Linked DNA regions of Gossypium hirsutum: region 1 is linked to region 2. A link is a contact called in public Hi-C data. All regions are on one chromosome and are shown on one strand. The core of a region is the stretch at or near the end of the contact, and the rest is flanking DNA. Distances in the headings are between cores, read along the strand shown. Region 1 holds the start of LOC107918946 (transcription factor JUNGBRUNNEN 1). Region 2 has its middle 46 kb from the start of LOC107918946.

The links. A called contact is a pair of places that touch in the nucleus more often than the background predicts.
Region 1: a Hi-C map of leaf shows a contact between it and region 2, with 3 times the contacts expected there. The contact joins the promoter of LOC107918946 here to the enhancer-like site in region 2. A contact is called at or near these places in 8 of 34 Hi-C or Micro-C datasets (anther, callus, fibers and 2 more).

The regions. Positions count from the first base shown.
Region 1 is chrD07:10,814,035-10,818,405 of Gossypium_hirsutum_v2.1, forward strand. It overlaps LOC107918946 (transcription factor JUNGBRUNNEN 1), which reads left to right and starts at 1,522. Exons shown (of 3, transcript XM_016848505.2): 1 at 1,522-1,777. The coding sequence starts at 1,585.
Region 2 is chrD07:10,767,176-10,771,546 of Gossypium_hirsutum_v2.1, forward strand. No RefSeq gene overlaps it. Among protein-coding and RNA genes, the nearest start is that of LOC107918946, 46 kb to the right of the region's middle. Within about 2 kb of position 1,551, at least 1 of the 9 cell types and tissues checked has an H3K27ac peak or open chromatin away from gene starts, as enhancers often do. A contact at or near this core is called in leaf, where this site is marked.

The sequences.
Region 1 (4,371 bases), core at 272-2,771, 47 kb after region 2:
AATCGAGTTATTCGAGTTAATCGAGTTATTCGAATCAACTCAAATATTTTTTTCGAATTTCGAGTTCGAATCGAGTTGAGTTTTCGAATTCGAATATCAAACTATAATATTTTACATTTTTACCCCAAACTCCCAAACCTCTTTACTTTTCCCTCAAAACTTTTACTCCTTCCCACTCTCCCCCCAAAACTTTTACTCATCTCCCCTCCCAACCCCCCAATCTACCCAAAATCTATTTTCTACCGAAATTTTACTCTCCCATTTATTTTTTCTCAAAATTTTACTCCCAAAAACCCTCAAAACCTTTTATTTTCCCCCAAAATTTTTACTCCCTCCCACTTTTCCCCTAAAACTTTTATTCCCTTCCCATCTCACCTCCCATCTATTCCAAACCCTCCCCCATCCAATTTTTTTTTAAATATTTTCCCTCCAAAATTTTACTCCACCCTATTTACTTTCCCTCAAACTTTTATTCCCCAAAACTTTTTATTTTTTCCCCAAAACTTTTACTTCTCACCCTTTACTCTCAAATAAAAAATCAAAATTATCCAAAAAACTCACTAAACATAAATAGTAATAATTTTATTTAAATCTACTATTTATATTATTAAATTAAATTTCACATTTTATATTATTTATATTATTGAATTGTTTAGTCATATTGAATATTTATATTAAAATTGAATTATTAATTATGCCATAAAATATTCGTGTTAAAATTTTATATTGGTATCAATTTCACATTTTATTTTTAAAATAACTTTTATTAAAAAATCATATTTTTACATTTAATATATTTTTTAATTCTAAAATACATAGTGACAAGAATCTGAAGATAATTGAAACAACTAAGCAAGCAAATAAGCTAACCAATATATAAAAAATTAATAAATAAATTATGAAGTGATGAAAGTTAATAAAAAATTTGATTAAGGTGGACAAATTTTATTACGATGGGTGACAATGGTTACAAAGACCCAAAATTATTTTTTAAAATTTAACTCGAACCAATATATTCGATTCGATTCGATTCGATTCGAATTCCATCTCACTCGACTCGATTCGAGAAAACTTCAAATAAAGTTAGGATGATAAAATGAGATTCGAAAACTCGATTAACTCGAAAATTTTCGATTCGATCGAATGCTCACCCCTAATTGGTAGTATCTTTCCCTCCTAAATGATAAATTTATCATTTAATCCTTTAAATATTTTATGAAATTATATATTAATATAATAATAAAATTACACTATCATATTCTAAATAAATAATTATTCATATCTGATCCTTCTAAGCAATTCTTTATGTTCGTCCTGATCTAATAGGAGAAAAAAAAAGAACATTTATGCTTTTTATTTTTCTTTTGTTATAATCACATCTAGAATAAAAAATGTTACTTTATCAGTAAATGGAAGACTTTTGTTAATCAAAAAGTCTTGTCTTGACTTAACCTCCCCCCCCCCCCTTGTCCATGTTTATAATTATAAGCTAAACACTTCTGCCACTTTGAGAGACTTGTGTTAACAGAGAAAAAAACCATATACCATAAACTGAGAGAGAGAGAGAGAGAGAGAGAGAGATTAATGGAGAATTCAATTGATGATAATAAAAAGAAAAGAGACGAGGAAGAAATTAAGCTTCCAGGTTTTAGATTTCACCCAACAGACGAAGAACTTGTGGGGTTTTATCTGAGAAGAAAGGTGGAAAAGAAACCGATCAGTATTGAACTAATCAAACAGATTGACATCTATCAATATGATCCTTGGGATCTTCCAAGTAAGCATCTGATTTTTTTTTTTAACATCCTTGATCGTTTCTTCAGTTGAAACTATTTGTTTTTCTTGGATAATATAATTTTTCGACTCAATTTCGTAATTAGGTTAACTTTGATATTTATATTTTTTTTTTGTCTATTTTGACATTTAAATTTAATAACTAAATCTATCTTAATCCGTGAATTTGAAATATATAAAAGATTAGTTATATGAACTCAGAGATTGCACCATATCACCAACTAAATAATTAAATAAAAATTCATAAAAATTTAAATAATAAAATTTTTATTAAATTGGTTTAACTTGTTCAACTTTCAATTTTTGTCCCGATTTATTACTTTTATCAATTTCAAACAGTTTTCAAGCCAATCGATTCAACCCCTTTGTTTGGACCGTTATATCAATCAACTCTCGATTTGTCCAATTCGGTCTTGTTCTAATAACATGGGCCACATCATGAAATATTAATAGAATCTAAGTTTAGAACTCAAATTAGCAACAAAAAAAAAAGTACAAGTACCAAAGTGAACCCAGTTGTCAAGTTCAAGGATAAAAAAATTATATTATCTCCTTTTTATAGATATTACTATTTGATTGAATATTACAAAGTAAATATTTATAAAACCGAGCTTAAAATATGGTTCAAGTCTTTATACTTTAAATTTTTGGAATTTAGTTCTATTTTTTTAATTTTAAAATTCGAGATTAAATTTGTTGGTGTGATATTTAAAAAAACCTAAAAATAATACTCACTTGATGTAATAATGTTAAAAAAAATGATGTTGTAATAAGCTTGAAAGAATTGTTACGGTATTAATAATTAGACTTTTATTTTTACATTCAAAAAATAAAAAAAAAATTCTTAAAAATAAAAATAGATAAGCTATATTTCAAACTTATAAAAAATACAAAGACTTGTCGTAATTTTACAATCTTAAAATAATTATAACAATTAGTAATAAAAAAATTTATTAGTCCGAATGAACAATTTAAAGGTGAAAAAGAGTTATGGATGGAAGTAAATTTTGTATAAAAGAAAATTTACCTTTTAACTTTTATAATAATTTTTTTATTTAATATAAAATTTTGTAATAAAAAAATATCTCTCCAATCTCTATTAATTTTACTTTAAGAATCTAAAAAGTTGACTAACATAATCATTTGATGAGGTAATTTCCTCTACTTAATTGATTCTCGCTAATTTTTTATTTAAAATATTTTGACAAAGAAATAAATAATGGGAAAACCTTTTCTTCTTCTTATAATTTATTGTTTCCTTGGCCGAAAAAACAAGGAAGGTAATTCCTTATTATATTCTTTACACTCTCTCTATTCATCAAATAAAATTAAACTTTGTTTAAACCTTTTTGTTTTGAAGAAAAGGAAATCCTCACCAATTTTTGGAAATAAATTTAAAAAATTTAATCTCCAACTTCAGTTTAACAAGGAAAAAAATATAACAGTTGAGGGTGGGTCGGTTTCTTTAGAAGTATTCAAAATGTCATTCGTTAAGCAGTTAACTAAATACTCAACAATTGAAGGTATTGTCTTTTGAGAAAAATTTTGTTTTTTGTGTTCTGCCAAAAGTAGCGTGTCGTGAGTAGTTATCCTGAAAGCTTGATTCAGAGAGCTAGAGCACATTGACCATACGGCCACCCACCAAGGGGATGTGAGTGTTTTACCGTTGGTGGGGTTCGAGCCCCTAACCAGGTCCTCAAGGTAGTTGCTCACATTACGTTAGCTTTCAACAAAGCACTGGAAACAAAACCCTCTTGAGGACAATACTTTTAATTGTTGGGGGTCCGGTCAATTGTTTGATTGACAACACTTCAAAAATTTCTTTCCAAGAAATCGACCCACCCTCAACAAGAAAATTTTGTAGGATTTTTTCCCACTTCCTATATGGCTTGACAAACTAAAATTATAATAAAATAATTTTATTTGATTACACATATTTAAATATTTTAAAATTTATTTTTAATAATTTTATCAATTATCATCAGATTTATTTATATACATAGTACATCAAATAACAACCCATAAATAAAATTGTACGAGAGGAAACAATGTGAACTTATTGAACATTTTGTGGTTAAAATGATGGATTTCATCATACTTTGGGCCTACCATTCCATAACTATAAATGTCCAATAAATGAATAAAACCTGTTCTCTGCCTAATTCAATTAATGGTTCAACATTATTATATTTTTTCCCCTCTTTCAAAGAAAAATTTAACATCTTGGATCAATTCAAACATAGCAAGCATTTATCATGGTCTAAAAGGGAAATTTCAGTCTTTACTCCTTAGAAGAAAAAACATTTCTCGAATTCAAATCAAATCAAATAGATTTCCTAAATAGGGATCAAACTCTATTAGTATTATTTTCTCTATTTATAATACTCCAACATGACATCTTAAATTACACTTATATACAGTTGGTTAAAATTTGCCCTAGGTCTCAGGGGCGGCAGCAGGCCCAACCATCTCTTAAAATGGCAAATTGGTGCTTTAAAATGTATAAAATTTTAAATCTTTATATGGTAAAATTCCACTTTGCCTCCTTAAAATGATAAGTCCTTAAAAGATTATAAA
Region 2 (4,371 bases), core at 301-2,800:
TATCAAGAGTCCATATTTACCCCGGTTACTATTATTATAATGTATTTAGCTTATCTAATTGATGTTTTGATGGGATTATGATAGATCTTCATATGTTAGCAAGTCTCGAGATAATCTATATAATTGAGAGACTTATATATCTGATTGTACGGAGAAAATTAAGCACTTAATTTGTTCTTGTGAAAAACCTTATTGTATGAGTGCATTTTGATATTAAAACTTTTGTGTTGTGATTTTACTTGTTGAATTCACAAAGGGTGAATGTATTTACGGGTGAAGCCATAAACAATTTTTAGGGGGGCCGAAATTAAATTATAATTTTTACGATAGTAAAAATATAATTTTACCATTTTAATAACCTCTATCATTATAACTTCTAAAGGATTAAATCAAAAATTTTCATTTTACGGGGGGGGCCTACCAGCCTCCTGGTTTCGCCCCTGAATTTAGTGATAAGAATATCGAGTCTTCAAGATAGAGAGGTGAAAGAAATTGTCATGGGGTATGATAAATTAGAACAACTTATTTTTAAAAAAAAAATTAATAGAATAACTTATTGATTTTTTTTTTGATAGAATAGAACAACTTATTGTTATTATTGAAGAGAGGGGATATTTTTCTCATTAAGCTAAGCTCCACAAATTTAAAAAAACCGAACTGCATAAACAATTTTATTGTATTCTATTTATTTATTATTTTACATTTAGTGGTAAAGGATTCCCCAATCCCTTATTCTCAACAACGGTTCAAACTAACAATTTAAATAATGTTTTTTGCTCAGATTAAATTACAATAATAAATTATATAAAATATAAAGCCAATAAAGTCACAACACTAACACTATATATATAACAATTACCTAATAATCAATTTCTAGTTAACTCAATGTCGTAAATATAAAAAATTTCTTGACCAAAAAAGATTGACAATTTTAGTTTTATTTAAAAATTTTATAGTGAATATCCATTATACCCAATAAATCATAAAATTTCATGTGCTTACTTACGTCAAATCAATTTAAAAAGTAAATGAGGTATTGATACTTATAAACAATTTAAGTTTAATTTGACAGAAAAAACTTTAAATTGATTTAATGATTTTAAACTTAAACTCAAATAACACGAACTATCAATCAAATTTGAGCACCATAATACTTTAGTGTGCAATTCTAAAATCTTACACAAATAACGCCCTAATAAGAAAATTAAGCTAATTATCTAAGTATAACCAACTAACAACCAATGAAATTATTCTCAAACCAATGAAATGCAAGATAAATAGTTTATTTACATCATAAATGAATCTAAATAATGATAAAATAAGGGATTATTCTAGCTTAAAACAAAGTGTGATAAGGTTTTATCATCTTTGTTGTATCAATTTAATCAAAACTCTTTAATACTTCATAGCCAAGTAAGCTTTTTATACCTGGCCATCAATTGGGTCAAGTGTGGCCAAATTTGAACCTTGCAAATGGACTCCTATGCTGCCCAAAATGTCATTGACTAGTCCTCTAAGTATGCAATCAAGGCCTGCAAAAATTCAGTAAGAATTAAGTCCAATTACTTAAGCTGTATGGGTGGCAAGTCCATATACATCAAACCAAAACCGAGTTCATACACAGTACAAAAAATCGTGCATTTAACCTCTTATTTTAAAGTTATATAGAGAGATTATGAATAATTTTAATATTATATGAAAATATTATCCTAAAAAAAAATAGAAAGTTCATTGACCAAGTAAAATTCCTAAAAATGCTAATTTTTGCTACTTCTTGGATTAGCGGACATGTGGATAGAACTTTCTGGAACAAGTCTGCTGAACTATTCACATTTTCGAAACGAGGTTCAATGGACCCGAACATGAGCTTCCTAAAAATTGATGAGTGGGTTGTTTTCCACCCTTTTATAAATATTTTTGCAAAAAAAATGTCTCAAAAAGATGTAAATTTCCAAAATATAAAGTTTCCAAGTAATTTAAAAAATAAAAATTTTCCTAAATTGGAAGGTTCCGAGGACGGTGAAATTCTTTCAATGAATTTTTCCTTTTACAAATTTCAACTTCACATGTATCATGAATCAACTTAAAATGGATAGAAATTATTTTCTTGAACAAAAAATTTAGCTTTGATTTCATTTGGCATGTCTAACTTTTAGTGATTGGTTCTTTAGATAAAACAAACATTTGTGAATCATTCTTTGTTTTTCCATGGTTTGCATCATACTCAATTCAAACTGCTTATGAATCTAATCAAGTTTTTCACTTCAATATATATTTAAATTATGAAATTATGTTTTTACCTTTATTCTATAGCAACAATTTAAGTAGAAACAAGTTCAAGCTTGAATATAATCAATCTTATTTGAACTCAAAAATTTATAAACGAGTCTAATCAAACTCAAATTTAAAAATTGATATTTAATTAAGTTTAAGCTGAAAATTAAACATTAAATTTTAAGTAGAGCTCAAACTTGCTTCTATTTGAGTTTGACTCAGCCCGATTAACACTTCAATATCAACCTTCTGAATTCAAAATCAAACAAGTATGTTGTATTAGGGACAACTTGATCTATATAAATTAAGTATAAAAAGTTTTGTCTGGTTTGTACGGCAACTAGGGGAAAAGTCATCATATATATATAAAGTGTTACCTAAGAAATAGAGAAAAAATTAGAAGATTTAGAGAGGAACAGGATATTAACTGAATTTGGTTTGTCCCCAGGAAGAAGGTTCTTCAAGACTTGACTATTTGTGCCTAATCGAAACCAAGAAATTAGACTCTTAATATATATATATGAAGAACTTGGACTTTTTTCAACAATGCATTGATTATAATACCAAATAGCAGTCCCTTTTTTCTTTGCTATGTTGACCCTTTAAAGCAAGTTTAATTGTAGCAATATTCTTGGTCTTCGGCATGTCTTGTTTTTTCCATTCTAAACCACAAATTCCACTATTGTATATAAAATATTACGTAAATTTTGACACTTTTCACATTATAAAATTTTAGAATAGAAACTAGGGACCTATTTGATAACGAAAGAGGAATTGTGCAAGTGTTTGACCACGAATTTTCTCCATTTCTCTTTGTTTAATTGGCTTAATTGCATAAAATGTTTTCAAATTATGGTTTGGTATTAAATTGGTTCTCAAACTTTAAAACATTTTAATTGAATCCTAAAATTATCAATACCATATCAATTAAGTCATTATGTCAATCCAACCATTAGCTTGAGCATTAAATATTGCCTACTCAAATATGGAGTGAAGCATAATTAAAACACATTGATCAAATTATAAAAACATCTGTACTTATTATATTATCAGTTTGGATTTGACATATTAAAAAAATAGCTCTCCTATATTTTATTGACACTATATGTTTTCCTTCAACACATTAACTTCAAACCATTTATGTTTGGTAATGTTGGGGGTTTTCACCTGCTAGTTCTATGTTTTGTTAAAACGAGAACGGATTTTTTGTTCGGGCTGTGTGGAAGGTTTCAACATCATGGACAATTGTTGTTTTCAGCCTTCACAGTAGTGGTATGTTGGACAAAATAATAGTTCGAATTTGACTAGGACTTCTCAACTCTTTAAGTAGTCATAATGAGAAGTTTAAAGTGAAGAAAATGTTTATCCTTATCCTTATCTCTTGAGAGAGTTTAGGAGCTATCGGAAGATTGATTTATGAAGTTTTTTATGTGATAACTACTCAGGATAATTGATGGGATAATTTTAGCTTTTAAATTAGATTTTAAAGTTTATTAAAGCACTGTTGGATGGATTCTTATATCAGCCTATAAATAGATTGCTTATGGTGCCTTTATTGTGTTTTTTCTGTTGTTATTTTGTGACACTCTTTTAAATATCCTTTGGAGAGTTCTATTGGTTGTATTGTGAGGTATTTGGGAGAGTGATTTGTAACGGTTTAGGTTCAACTTTGGGGCCACAAATATCTGTGAGTGTAAAGAATAGTTCGGGCTTTAGCTAATAGTTGTATTGGATGAATTGTTGAATCAAATCATTCTCTGAGCGAGGCTTTGCAGATGTAGGACCATTGTGTCTGAAGTGCGTTAACAAACATTGCGCATTTTCTCTCCTTACTTTGCTCCTTGCCTTACTAACTAAAGGCTTTTTCAGGTAAAAAGACCTTTCAAGTCCCTTTCAATTTTGAAACTAAGCAAATTGGTCCCTCTAAAAAAACCAAAGCAATTTACTCCATGTCAATTTTAAAAGTGAGCAACTAAGGACAATTATCACGACGCTAATGTCTTACATCAATTGTACATAATTTTTGTAATTGGCCAATTTAGCCCAGGCCCAAATAATAAAAATAAACCAAACCAAAAAATAAAAATATAATAACAA